3 separate regions of the Anser cygnoides genome follow, and all the other regions are linked to region 1. Evidence: chromatin contacts called from public Hi-C data. All regions are on one chromosome and are shown on one strand. The core of a region is the stretch at or near the end of the contact, and the rest is flanking DNA. Distances in the headings are between cores, read along the strand shown.

What was found. Hi-C and Micro-C count contacts between places; a contact is called where the count stands out from the background.
Region 2: a Hi-C map of liver shows a contact between it and region 1, with 4 times the contacts expected there. The contact joins two enhancer-like sites. A contact is called at or near these places in 2 of 7 Hi-C or Micro-C datasets (both in liver).
Region 3: a Hi-C map of liver shows a contact between it and region 1, with 8 times the contacts expected there. The contact joins two enhancer-like sites. A contact is called at or near these places in 2 of 7 Hi-C or Micro-C datasets (both in liver).

What each region holds. Positions count from the first base shown.
Region 1 is chr2:59,241,085-59,245,897 of Taihu_goose_T2T_genome, reverse strand. All of the region lies in intron 1 of EGFR (epidermal growth factor receptor), which reads right to left. Among named protein-coding and RNA genes, the nearest start is that of EGFR, 68 kb to the right of the region's middle. Within about 2 kb of position 2,012, at least 2 of the 3 cell types and tissues checked have open chromatin away from gene starts, as enhancers often do. A contact at or near this core is called in liver, where this site is marked.
Region 2 is chr2:59,052,223-59,057,035 of Taihu_goose_T2T_genome, reverse strand. No RefSeq gene overlaps it. Among named protein-coding and RNA genes, the nearest start is that of SEC61G, 28 kb to the right of the region's middle. Within about 2 kb of position 2,860, at least 1 of the 3 cell types and tissues checked has open chromatin away from gene starts, as enhancers often do. A contact at or near this core is called in liver, where this site is marked.
Region 3 is chr2:59,087,114-59,091,926 of Taihu_goose_T2T_genome, reverse strand. LOC106046408 (a long non-coding RNA gene) reads left to right here. Exons shown (of 3, transcript XR_001213225.3): 3 at 140-688. Among named protein-coding and RNA genes, the nearest start is that of SEC61G, 63 kb to the right of the region's middle. Within about 2 kb of position 2,551, at least 1 of the 3 cell types and tissues checked has open chromatin away from gene starts, as enhancers often do. A contact at or near this core is called in liver, where this site is marked.

The DNA.
Region 1 (4,813 bases), core at 763-3,262:
CGTTTTTCTAATTTAAATTTTACTTTTTTTTTTTTTCTCCTCCTAAAAACCCCACTGCGTACTTCACCTAAGCCACGAGGACCCTCTTTTCGTGTGACCCCCCCCGAAGTTTCTATCGCAGGACGTGAAGCCCACGCCTTGCACATACGTGCTAGCTGCTGGGGCTGTGGCACAATGCTTCCCACCCTGGCAGGGAACAGCTGCAGCTCCCCAGCAGCCCCTCAGCACCTAGGTACATGCAGAGGGGCAGCAGCGACATGTCACCCCCCCAGTAGCCCCTCTGCACCTGGCTACATGCAGGTGGGCAGCAGTGACACCAGCAAATGAACACAGGAACATCCCCGTTAGTTAAAAAAAAAACTAACAGGTAAAAAGAGGAGGGAAGGAAAAATGGCTTCAAGGAAATCTAATCATTTTCAACAACAGACAACTAAAAATGTGCACACTTTACACTGGGTTATCTTTTCTCCCCTGATTTTACACTGAAACAACTGGTTAGCAAATGCAAAACAATTGGCACCCACCCGTATCTTTTCTTTTCCCTCCAATACGCCAACTCTGCATGAAGTCATTTCATTCTTTCAGAACTTCAAAAAGGTTATTGCTCACTGAAGTCACCTCAGTGAAGGATATTTGCTGCTGTTAACCTTTTTGCTTGCATATTTGATATTGTTGGTGGGCTAAAGCTGCTAGACCCATTAGGAAAACATCTAAGCCAGCAATGTATAATTACAATTCCTCAGGCTCAACCCATATGTTCCAGACACTAACTTGTGTTTTTTATATTCACTGTTTTCTTTTAAGGTGAAAGCAGTGAGAAGAAAACTCAACACCACATTTGGAAGACAGTGCGCCTTAGATTCAGAATCCCAGCAGACTTTCCTCTCCCAAATCATTAAAAACTTTTCCTGTTCTGGTCCTGGTCCATCCTTTCCTGGACCTCCTGGTCCATCGAGTGCTCCCTGCTTGCTGTAAGCTCCCACCTCCTTGTTGCTCAGCTCACTCTGTCAACACAGAAGTTGTTACAAAATTCAGCAGCTAAGAGCACCTCACCACACTGCCTCTCACAGGATGCTACCCACCTCCCTAAATCTGCTCACCAGCTCTTCTACCAAATGTAAACTTTCCACCTATCACTTCCTGCTACTGCAATCAGACCACGTCTGTATTTTTCCACTTACTTCCTCGCCCCTTGTTTTCTTTACGCTCTTGTCTAAGCTGCCCTAATTATGTAGAAGTTTTCTGTTCTTCCCCAGTCCCTCACTGCTCTCTACCTTCTTTTCTGGGCATGCATTTCCCATTCTTTTCTAATAAGCCCCTTTAAAGTCCTTTTAGTAGCGTTGAATATGAAAACCCCGAGACAGCAGCCATTTCTTTGGCAGAAGAAGGGTGTGCTAGATCTGCTTGGGGCTCCTCACAACATTACACCTTCTCCTCTGTTTTGTGCAGCATCAGACTGGCCACCAGCTTGGCTCATGCCAAGCACTGAACAGCAACAGCAAACTGGAAAGCACTGGTCTGTAACTGGAGCTAAGGGGACAGACTGTACGGACAGAGGCTGCAATGACCTCTGATCTCTGTGCACTCTGAACTGAACAGAAAATCCACATGTAACACACATTACAAACAGCAGATAAAAGAGGTTGAGTATTCAGAGTTAGTATTTAAAGGGCAAAACAGAAAAAGAAAACCAAACTCCCAAACACCCCAAAACTTTCTATTTTGGTCTAGTAGCCTTAATATGCTGCTTCTCGCTTGAGCAGGGAATAGGTTTAAAAAAACAGAAACGTGGAGGAGGGTAAAGAAGCCCCAGGTCTTGGAGGCTGCGTGGAGGCACTGGGAAGGTAACAGAGGAAGAAAGTGGGAAGAACAGATTGCTGAAATGCACAAGTGAGCCTGTGGCAGATGAGATGGAAAAAAAATGCTTCAGCAGATTTCTGGTGCAAATAGTCAGGATTTAATTTCTCACAACTTCTTCCTGATATTTCCCCAATTTTTTCTTCCTAAACTTTCTGCCCTTGGATGAGAAAATGAAAGTGAGGAAAAAAAATAAGCTGAGTGACAGCAAATTTTGCACTTTTATTTTAGTAAGCCCCCAACACCAAACATTCACCAGCCGTTAGCTCATCCAAAACCTTAAGAGGTAGCAAAATCATTCTGCAGGACTGGAAAAAGTGATGTTAGTCACTTTTAAGCGACTTAAAGAAAAGTCTAAGCTTGTTTCCTCCAGTTTCGGCATTCTCTGAGGAATGGAGAAGAGTTAATCCAGGAACCCTTGTGATTATAAAATGTTTTTTCTGGTTAGTGGCTAAGTTTTTGTTCCCAGAAAGGCTGTTATTAAATAAACAACAGAGTTCACATATAAAAAGACAGACATCTTTCATGCTGAAACAAAGATAAAGCAATTCCAGAAGCTCCTAAAACAACCAACTGAACAGACATGAGAATAGTGTCGGAAGTGACTCAAGGTCTGACACAAACCCTTATGACTGACCTTGGAAATAAACCTTTCTGGAGAAGAAGGGGGGGGGGGGGGGGGGGGGGGGTGTGTGGAAAGGGAAGCCAGGTCTGCTGGTGAAAAGCGTTATCACCACATCCCATAGTTTTGAATCATGCATCAATGCAGCCCCTGTGGTTTGAAAAACCTCGTTCAGTATCTGTGGCAAGGTAGTTGGCTGCTAAGCCGCAGACCTGTGGTGGGGAAAGAATGGAGGAGCCAAAAGCTCTTGTGGGAGCTGCAGGACACAGACTGGCATCTAGAGCTTCGCCAGCACACAGCGTAGCACATGCCATTTGTTAAACTGCTCCTCTCGTGATACCTCAGTGGTACTGTGCCCTTCAAGTGCATTAATGGGGTCTCCAGGAGGGGGTGAAACCCATCCCCAGGTAGATGGATAGCACCAAGCCAACCCAACACTTCTGTCTTTGCCCTCTGCCTTTACTGAATTTTCCCTTTCCCCCTAAAAGCTGCCTGGTAAAGACTTCTAAGAAACAAGTTAAATCTGGCAAGTCTGATCTGATGTGCGTCTGATGCTGGCTCAGTCTGAACTATGAGTTGCAGCAACATATTAAAAAGAAAGGACCTGTGCTGCTGTCGAAGCCTACAGGGCTACTTGGACCTCATCTGTGCAGCTCTACAGGTATCTGAGAGTACAGCTTCCACTGAGAAAAAGACTGCTCTAAAAATGATGGGACCAGACCATAATCACACTAGAAGTCAGCTGTCATGGTCATGGTTGAGAAGTTGCTTTTAAATTAAAGCTGCTTATGCACTAACCTTGACTTTTGCCTGTGCTGTTTCCCAGTATCATATATGACTTGCTTCTCTGAAGAAGGACATGTTAAAAATCCTCCATAAAGGTACAATCATTTACCATGGTTGAATGCAGTGCAAGGGTTGGTGCCTGTTATCACGTAGTAAATGATTATCAGAAATTGTTACCTTGACGGCTGTCCACTTATTCAAGTCTAAAAGGAATATTCCCATCATGATTTCACAGCAGCTCTAGGTATTTTGAATCTAGAGTGTCACCACAGAGACAAAGAGTAAGCAAATTTGGAAAAAATAACCTCAGAAAGAGCTGTTCTTTGCTGCAAGACTCATAACTTCTTGATGCAAGCATTTCAGTGCAAGAAAAATAAAACAAGACACTTACCATGTTCTATTTTTATCAGACCTCCCCAAGCAAGGGACACTTATTCCAGACATTTGGGAGCAACACATCAGTAAGGTACTTTTGTTTTTGTTTTGTAGACCTCTGCATCCGTATTAACTTAGAATGACATTTATTTTAAGTGCACTAAGAGGAGCACTCTGACATTTCACCGTTAAATGACTTTAAAAGGGGAAAAAGTACAAAAACAGGTTTGAACTACTACATATTTTTTTTCTGGTTGAATGCATTTACCTATATGCTCATTTAAATGAAAAGAAAATACTCTTTTGAGTCCTATTAGTCTGCATAACTAAGGAAATTGGCCAAAAATGAGTGAATGAAAAAATAAATCTCCAGTTTTACTCGGGTTTCTTGTTTCAAGCTATCTGATCAGCACCTTTTCTTTTCCTGTCCTCAGCCCACTGAAGCAGGGACAAAGTATCCTTTTTCACAGGGATAATCACTGCTTTACCTGGAAAACTCTAGCAAATAAAGTTGAATCCCAGTTTCAGTTTTCACTGAGTGATACTCTTACCAGAATGAAGAAAAAGGAAATACAAGAAACAGGACAGAAATGCAAAACCTGAAATAATTTTCTGAATATAAATTCAATGGAAAGGGCAGCAGAAGTTCACTGTGCTCCTTTTATTGACTGTGCTGGGACTTCCTGTGAACACAGAGCGATGCCCGTAAATTGCTGAGAGCACAAAGCTGAAATGTTTCTGCCTGCAGCATCAAATTGCAATAACAGGTAAGAAAAGCTTAAACAATTGTGCATTGTATAACTACTCCTAGGAAACAGCATTAAGAAAAATACAGATCCAGTTTATTGATAAGTAAACACTAACCAATACATCTGACAGATTCAATGAGAGAGACAAGTGCCACAAATCCCTTGGGACTTGTTGAAGAAAATACATTTGCTAAATTACAGAGGGTAAATGATAAGGGTTCCTGATGAAATAGGAAGAATACAAGGTGAGCATAATTTATGAGGCTGCTTCTTTCTTGATGCCTGTCCATGTCAAACATCTCTCACTGTTTCCATTACCATCAAAATCCCTGACCTTAAGCACTTGTGAAGAAGACACTACAGCATTTGCTTCAGTACTGCTTAATCAGGTCCCAGCAGATTAAGAATATATAACAACCTGCTC
Region 2 (4,813 bases), core at 1,611-4,110, 190 kb after region 1:
GAGGGAAAACAAAGACCATGAAACTGTAAACAGTGGTTAATGAAAACAAGCCTGTTTGGGAAAAAAAAAAAAAAAAGAGACGTGACTGAATGTGAGATATAACAGGTTGGAAGGGAACTCCTGAGAGCACACAGGTATGGAAGATACAGTAGGGACTACTGGTTTTTAAAACTTTTTATGAAGAACACCACTTCCAGGTAAGAACAATGCAGCAATAAAACACTCGCTGTAGCCAAGGACAACCTTATATTCTATTTGCACCTCACAACACATATGCACAGCCTCTGAACCTGCTTTACCTGGTCTTTACAACTCCAAACAACAGTCTGCATCATCAGAGCTTTTACTCTGCCAGACGTATCTTCATTTGACATTTTTAGGAAACTCATGCTAAGTCGAGGTACCACAAGAAAGCGATTTCATAGTTAGGTGTAGAGACCTGCTTGTTTCATCTGCTCACCTGAAGGAAGATGTGGGGAACGTAGGCATGGAACAAAAAAGGAGCCTGACCAAAAAGGTTGGGTGACATTAGGTGGAAAATGGAACCAAAAATAAAGCCAATGGGAACATCCTAAAAGCATTATTCTGGGCTGAAAACCTACAGGCTGATCCACATATCTAAATCGAGGTACACACAAAGTTTGCAGAGGTTCAGAATAACACAGAACATTGCTGAAACGCTTTTAAAAGGCTCTGCAGTACTAGAACAGAATATCAATGGCATGACACAGCTGTGACCACAGGGACTGGATGCTAATACGAGACTTGTTCTTTAAAAAATAAAACAATGCAAACAATACTTGGCAGGGATTCACATGCTCTCACAAGAAACACTTTTCGGTGCACAGACTTTGGAGAGGTAAAAATTAAGTATTTAGTAATGTTTGTTGGTTTATGAAATGGATTATTTAGTTATTAGCAGAAAAATATATATTATGAATATGTTACTGTGAGCCTAGGGTTTGGACTTCAATATAATTTTATATCACGTCATGATTTACACTTAGAAGCAAACAGTCACAGAAATAGTTAAACAAAACAGATCAATGCATTTTATGAGGCCTGGGAATTTAATAAGCCACAGGATAAATATTGACAAGCTGCAGACAGGTGGAACAGGTTTGTAAAGAGACATAAAATGACTCTTCTAAGGTTCAGGAAACCTTGAAGTTTACTAACGGGTTGTACAAGATAAGTTCTTGGCATGCTTTCCTCCTGCTAAGTAAGGTCAATCAGGTTTAATCCATGCAGAACTGGAAGGGCTTTTCATGTTCTTCTGAAGTAACACTGCCATCTAGACGTAACCTCCTTACTCATTCTTGCTGTTGCCGATAACTTCTTATTTAGGAGACACGATGAATCCAATCTGGTTAGAACAGAACAAACAAAAGCAAAGAATGCCATGCGTGTAAAATAAATTTGTAGCTAAAGTTTTGAATATGGCCTCAGGCATGTACTACTTCAGAGGAAAACCAGATTGACTTAAATTCATCAGTAAAAAGGCGGCAGGGGAGGGCTGGGATACCAAAATATAGTGAATAGCTGAGGCAAATTTCTAATAAATATATAACATATATTAGACAGTATATGTATGTGTATATACATATATATATATTAGACACAAGACTCCTCTATAAAACTAGTTGGGAATTGGATAGACACCACCATATACTTCTGAAGATTGGGGCCAGTTTGACTGATGGGGTCTGTACAAGAACAGAGATACGTACCCCCCTGCAAACCGAAGCACCTGACAGTAAGCTATTTATGTAAGCTACCAGGTTTTACTGTCAAGCTGGTTGCTCCTGAGAAACTGCACATTTGATTGAAGCCTGGATTGCAAGATTTCTTAGTCTCTCCAGCACCACAGTATTAAAAACATGATCTTCCAAAAAGAAAACTATTTTCACACTAGGGGCACACACATGCTCCCTAAATAGTAAATAGGCACAGATTGAGATAGGAGGATGAAAAGGTCACTTTTTTTTTGTTGTTTTGGTTTGTTTTGTTTTCCTTTTATAATCCTGACCCTTTACCTAAAAGTCTCATAAGATGACAAAACCACCAACCAAGAACCTCCATTACGAAGCTCTGACACCCAACCCCTTATTGCATGTTTGCATTTTCTCACTTATAATATGGAAATCCCATTTAATCTTTTAATGCCTTCAGAAGGAGCCCCAATTTGCATTGCCTACCAGAGGGAACAGGGCAGTAGCCCATCCACAGAGTCCCACAGTGCTTGTGTGTGTGTGGAAGAGAGACTGGAAACGTGGCACCCTTTTCACATAACACCTTTGATTCGTGTCCGTGAATAAGCAATGCAACTGGCTATTCAATTGTGTATATCATTGTAGTTCATAAAAGCAGTGCAGAACCAGTACAAGTATGAAATAGTCTGCTGCGCTTTAGCAAACGAGCTGATCAAGCTCTGAATGCATCACTGACACTGCTGTAAGCCAGAAACAAAGCCAACTGATCAGCAAATCCTAGGGTAAATCAGTATTGATCAGCAAGCAAATCCATCGGAGCAGGTAAGAGTTAAAAAAGCCATCCTGGTACATGTTGAATACAGAAGTTAACTCAAAAGTATAATAAACCAGGCAGACTTCACAGAGAACACGATCATTATCAAAGTATGCCTAGAAGGCATATCCCATTGGATGTTCAGCAGAGTTCAAAGTTGCGAAAATGTTAGGAAACACAAAAGTAGAGTTTCACTAGTGTTGAAGAATTGCAGAAAAATGCCCTTGCTGTCCTGCACTGTTGCAAAATGGATATAAAAATACTACAGACACCATAAGTGAATTATATAGGATAACCTGCAAATAACATTGGTGTTGCTGGACAAGAAGGAATAAATACAGAGAATACCAGGAAATCAAAGAAATTGTTGAATATTTTTAAGTGCCAGGATCAAAAAGTAGCTTTGGCTTTCAGTAGAAAGAAGCCACAAAAGGGCATGATCCCTTCAGAGAGCCTGTGTGTCATGTTTGCTCCATCTGCTGTGAGCGGGGACCTGCCTCCCTGCTCGTTCGCGCGCTCCCTTTGCTCCCCAGCCACGGCAGCCGCCTCGCAGGCAGATTTCCTGCAAGTGTGGTTACGTTCAGTGTGGGAATGTGGGAATGCAGGATGCAGACAATGAGTGTTTAATGGGGGCTCACAAGGTTTTTTTGAACTTGTGCTCAGTTCATTGCTAATGCAATAATTGATTACTCTTCCAATTATATGTGGTCAAAATTCAAATAAACCTATAAAAACCCTTTCTGGGAAGCTGCAAGGCATTGCAGCAGCCAAAAATTTAAAGAAGTAATCCCCTGTGTTTCTCAAGACAAACAAATGGCTAGCCCAAGGGCTGCTGAAGAATTCAGGGCAAGGCAAAGTGAAGCAGAAGTGGCTCGGCACTATGTCGAAACTGAGAGCTGGCTGCCTGGTCCTGAACAATAAATACTGTGCCCTTGGCCAGCCCCAGTGTGTTATCTCCTGTTTGCTGGCACTACCTCCTGGTAGTACCCATCCAGGGGATAGTCTTCCTGTAAGCTGCCCATTTCCCAGACAGGGAAGGTGTGTGTGTTCCTCCATATCTGAAGAACAAGAGGCTGGAAAGAGAGTTAATGATAGCACAGAAACACCATCTGTCTTCTCTCTGAATTTACCAAGACAAATGCCATACAATATCCCAGGTGTGGTACCATATTAAGTGTTGTGAACTTAACATCACTGTACGCTATGGGGGCAAAGACAGGTGTCACTTTTTACAAGGATTTATTCCCCAAAACTGTTTGGATGGCTTCAGTGGACCTTTAATAATTTTTCTCCTTATTTTGGGTCTGTGATTGTTTTTTCTCCTTAGTTGTCATTGTGCCCAGCACAGCTCTTTAGTCTAGCTTCCTCCCCTCACGTAGAAATATGAAACCATGCTGAACACAGTAAATATGCATCTTTTTCACAGTTTTAAAAATGAACACATTTCCCAGAAAGAACAAGGGAATATTTGTGGAAACCTTGTAATGCCCTTTCTTGTGGTTATTTGAATGGATTCAGTTACTTTAAGAATGTATCTCTAGAGAGAGCTTATCTCTCAGGTTTTCCAGTCACCATCTCTTGTTACTACAGTTTATATTTTTCATGTAATAAGTTCAGTGGCCACCGTTACATGAACTAAGAACTCCAGTTCCCACTGACAAACATCCACATCACCAAAGCCACTGCTCTGTCTGGTATTGACCGATCAGCTGGAAAACTGTGTTCATAAAACACTGTAATGCATTACAGACATAAAAACATGGCCTGTCCAGAAAATGATAAAAAAAAAAAAAATCTCAGAGCAGCACAGATAAGTCTATTTATTCTGTCAGGATCCATTTCTTCTTTGGACAAATAAAAGGACAAACATCCCAAGCCCAGCAGCCCCCAGGAAGACTGGCTCCAATTGATAAAAATACATGTGTGGAAAAATGTTGTATGAAACGATATATGTTGCAAGATTTTTTTTTTTTTTTGCCAGTTAATTTGCTAAATACTTTCTCTACCTTCCTACACAGCTAATTCCACTAAAGTCAGCAAGCTCCTATAATTCCCAGTACAAATCTCCCCAGTCGTAGCAAAGGTGTACTTCCTCTTATGGTAATGGGGTTTTCTCAACTGCCTATCTGCATGATGAAATGTTTCCTTAATTTCCACCTCCCCTTTGCTTTCTGCCAGATCCTGTAGGGGGGCCAAAATCTTGTGACTTGTGAGTAGTTACTGGGGGCTGGATTTGCAGGCAGTGGTCTCACCGAAGCTGAGGCAGTGATCATTTTGTGGGATAACA
Region 3 (4,813 bases), core at 1,302-3,801, 150 kb after region 1:
CTAGACAAACAAAGATTGGTACTTTGGAACATGTGCATAGAATTAATCAGATGTCATATTCATCAGAAAGAAGCCAGGGCCACAAAGTTTGGATTCATGCTGCAAATTATACTTGAAACTTGATGGTTCATTCCTGCAGGCAAAGGGACGACTGCAAAGATCGTTTGTGCCAGAGTTTGACAGAGCTCCCTGATGGCTTGCCTGGCCAGCTTGGAGGACCCAAACTGCACCGGGGGGAAAGCAGGCAAGATCAAAGAAGGAAGGCTGGTTGTGAGAGAGCAGCTGAGCACGAAACCTCAACACTGCCAAATCCAGGCAGTCGACGTGGCAGGATCTGTGCAAAAATGTCATTTACTTAGAACTGTGAAGGGAGATAAGTTCAATGTTGTTCCCATTTTCACTCTCTGGAACCTTAACTACATTTCTTAGTGCTGTGCTTAACAATGTTTTGTGCTTTAGACACTTCCAGATAAAGTTTACGTTTTACTCTGAGTTATATGCGTGTAGCGCCCACTACCTTGTGGAAATGCTCTTTCCATACATCCAGTTTACAATTCAGCCCTCATTTTAAGATGTAAAAGATGGTTTTCTTACCATCCAGAAATATTTTGCGCAGTGCAGAATTCAGGAAACTGAGTTACACAACACATAGGAGACAAATGTCAGCATGACCCTGAGGATGCACTTTTAACAGGAATCAGAGATATTTTAAAGCAAAATTAACAGAATGGAATCCTGTGGAGTGACCTAATGGGGCAGCACATGTTTGTCTTACAATGTGACCTTCCGGCTTTGGAAGTTTAAACAACTTCAGACATTTTCACTGGCCTTGGTACTCAGCTTCTGTTTTCCTATGTCAGTTCTCTACAAGCAGCGCAAAGTATTTCCATTGATGATGGAAAAATGGTGATTTTTCTTCCCTGTGACTTTTTCCCATAATATAAAAAATGCCATTTGTTTAAAAACCGAGAGTGAGAGTTATTTATTTATTTATTTCTGTTTAGAAACCAAACAGAAACAAAAGCCTATTATGTGATTGCGTACTGAATGCATTTTAACTGTATTTACACACGGGATGGGAACTGCCAAAACTAGACAGGTAATAAGTGCACTGAGTTTTCAGACAGTGCAAAGCTGAAGCACAAAGAAAGAGGACAGGAATGTAATACTAAACAACTCCCAGGAGAGGCTTACGAATGAAGATGGTAGGATTAGAGGACAGAAGAGGACCAAGTAACCTGAGGCTTATTTTTCATCCCTCTTCTCCCCCAGTCTTCCTCAGGAGGAGGTTTCTGAAAGTTTGAACACACTCAGACCTAATGGGACAGGATTACGAATCAGATCTTGCATCTTGTTCCAGGGAATATCTATGATCTATGGAGCTTACATGAGTGGCCCCACACATAACATCCTACAGTGATGTTATTGCAGCTGTGGAGAAATCCCACTGTCTGTATTTCTGGATGATTACAAGTGGACATTGTGCCCTGGATATAACCTTTTGGTTTGATATGTAGTATACTGTAAACCTACCATGACACTCAGGAACAGAATTTCAAATCGAGAAGTGTTGGTTTCATTGCCTAACACCCATTGATATTAATAGGGGTGTGGCAGTTAAAGCAGAATGTACAGCTTTGAAAACATGCCAATCCTTAAGTCTTTACTATGTCAAAATCATCCCATCAGGCTGAATTCAGCATTGGCACAGATGACGAAAGCCTTTTGGGCACACACACTTAACTGTAATTTCATCTGAGGGATAGCTGCAGTCTAATCCATAGGGTATTAGGCTTTCCATTAAAACATATTCACAAGGTGGCTCTTATCACTTCCTCTGACATTTCTAGCAGTAAAGCTAGATGTAGTAGTTAAAAACTATGCATCTGTGTCACTAAAATATTCCTAGATACAATTATAACCTAGCTTCCTAGACTATGTTATAAGGTAGAAAAAAATGATCTTTATTTTTATCTTTATATTTGGACATTCTCTGGCCACCACATTTATCACAAAAGCTATTCTGAATGAGCCTGAGTGACTGCTAGCACACTTCTGATGAACAGTTAATAGTGTATTGAGAACTAGCAGTTGCAGGTTTTTTCCCTGTTAGCTCACTGATTGATTTTCCTCCCCGCTTTAACTTTGACTTTCTTCTGTTAATAAACATTAACAATTTTCAGCCACTGGGAAAGTTGATTGGAAAAAAAAAATCAGTATTCCCTGGTGACTGTTTTGTTGGAAGTGATAACCTCTCTGTGTTCAATTAGGCAAGCTGCAGATGTGTAATAAATAACTAGGGAAACTGAAAACACTTTTTTTCTCCTGAACTGTTCACACACACACACAAATGCAAACACACTGTAGAAAGCTCATTGCTTGTCTCTGCTGCCTTTCTCAGAAGGGTAATTAAACATTTCCCTCATTTGTTCCTGAGAAAGATTACCTTCTCAGTCGAGAAGAAAAGCATGGCTGTCCTCTTATCTCTTTTAAATGGCTGTTGTGAGAGCAGCTTAAAAAGTACTATCTAGAAGATTTTTATTTATTTTTTTCACCATACTTCTGGCATCATCATGCTGGTGCGTCATTTCCACTCATCTGCTAAAACAGAAACACAATGTTCCAGCATACTTTGTGTGCCCAAAACGAAGGGGTCCACCAGGCAACGAGGACGCAGGACAGCTATCACATCCACCCCATGCTCTCCTTTTGTCCAAAGAGAGGACAAATGATATAACTAATTTTCTAGTCTCGGAGATCTAATTTCGTCACTCATTACTAACAATGCAAAGCTGCTCCCTATTGTGTCTAGCATCAGTGAATTGCAACAATTGTTTCCAATCCTACTCCCCCCCCCCCCCCCTTTTTTTTTTTTTTTTTTACAGTTAGAGCCTAGCTATAGGCAATTTCAGGGCTTTATTATTATTCAAAGTGAAGTTTGGCACATAAGATAGAAGGCTATTTTTCTTTTTGAATTAAATCTGGCTGACATTTGCTTAGCTGTTTCTCAGCTCTACAAGTAAAACAAGAGAAGTAGCTTTGTTATTTCAGTCTGTTTTTATCATTTTTCAAGAACAGCTTGAATTAAAAAAACAGGGAACTCATATGCTGGGCTTTGCAAAAAAAAAAACCCCTTTGAACAACTAAAATGGTGGACCAGATTCAGCGGTTAAATGTCAAAGGGTTCAAGGTTTTCATCAGAAATAGATGCAAGAGTGTGAAGCTAAAATCCAGGCTCTGCTTAAATCAAAATCAAAGACTCCCAGTGTCTTCAGCCCAATATCACGTAAAGCAATGAGCAGGAAGGAGGAGCTCAGTTGAAAGTTAATTCACATGGAATCTAAATTAAACATCCTGGTATGATTCTTCATTGTGAAAGAGTGCTCCAGAAGATAGAAAATCACCCAAAATGAGGCTAGGGCTTTAGAGATATCAAAGGTCTACGGACTCTTAAAGACAGTTCTAGAACACACAGATAATTGCACCCTCTTATAATAATGTACAGATGGATTTAAACTTAATGGAATTACAGAGTTTTCTATTATGGTCTGTAATTCTTCCACAATGTTGTTATCTAAGTCTTTGGATTGAGCTCAGTGATTCACAAACTCTGGAAGTGACTCATGACTTCCACTGAGATCACCATTATGACAGGTAAGCCCTGAAGAAAGGTGCTGCCGGCAGGTATATGGAGACTGTGATTCATCCATGAAGCCAGGAGATGAATGTTTTCCTAGCTGAATGCTTCTAATCATTTTGGCCACATCAAAACAGGCTAATTTGCAGCAATCACAGTGCAGAGACTAACCCAACAAAGCTCAAATCTGGTTGAGGAGAGGATGGGAGAGGAAGGGTTCCTCATTTTTGCTCTTGTACAGTAGCACACTTCTTTTACTGTTTCAATACCTTCACGGAATCAGTGAATTAGTGAATCACTAATTACCTTGCTCCATATAACAATTGTTTTACTAGAGATAAATGGTTGGATTGCCTCATCAGGACAGTAGTAGTCCCAACATGCAAGAGCTCAGAACAACAGGAGAAGTCTTTCTACTGTTGCTCTCCTTCCTAGGCATCACATCAGAAACTCTCTGAGGCTAACACACAATGAGAAAGATGTCCTCCTTCCCCCAGTAATTAATGCACAAAGAGGAAGATCATGACATGCAACACAATTAGTCCTAATGTGTTGAAATATTACCTGTATGGAAGGTGGTGCAGCGTAGATGATCTATAACTTGAGATACCTTTTGACCTGAGGAGAAAAACAAACTATGCTAGATGGCAACCCCCAACCTTGTATATAACTAGGTTGGTTACTGGAACACATATCAGAAGTTAGGTTCTTTCTTGTGGTGTTAAACATGTACTTCCATCATTTAAATGGACTCCTAAATTGTAGCAACTCAAATGAGCTTCACCGGTTGTACAAGTACAGATTTTGCATGGAAAACTGTATAGTTTCCTTACTTTACCTCTGGCTCTTGGGCAGTAGTTAAAATACATTAAAAACACGATGAAAATATGCTCACATAGCAACTGAGAAAGGGATTGAGTGAAGAAAGCGCAAGGCACATGGAAAACATTTTCTGCATGAAATAATTGCTCTTCCTGCTTAAAAAAAGGGGGGGGGGGGGAGGGGGGGGGAGGAGGGCAAACGCTCAGTGAAGAATTTCAATAGAAATCCCAAATGTTAAATTTCCCTAGAGCACATTCATTAAACATGTACAGGCAGATTTTCAAAAATACTAATTTCTCAACAACTCCTATTAAGAATAATGTGACTTGCTGTATGCTAAACAAATTAAAAATT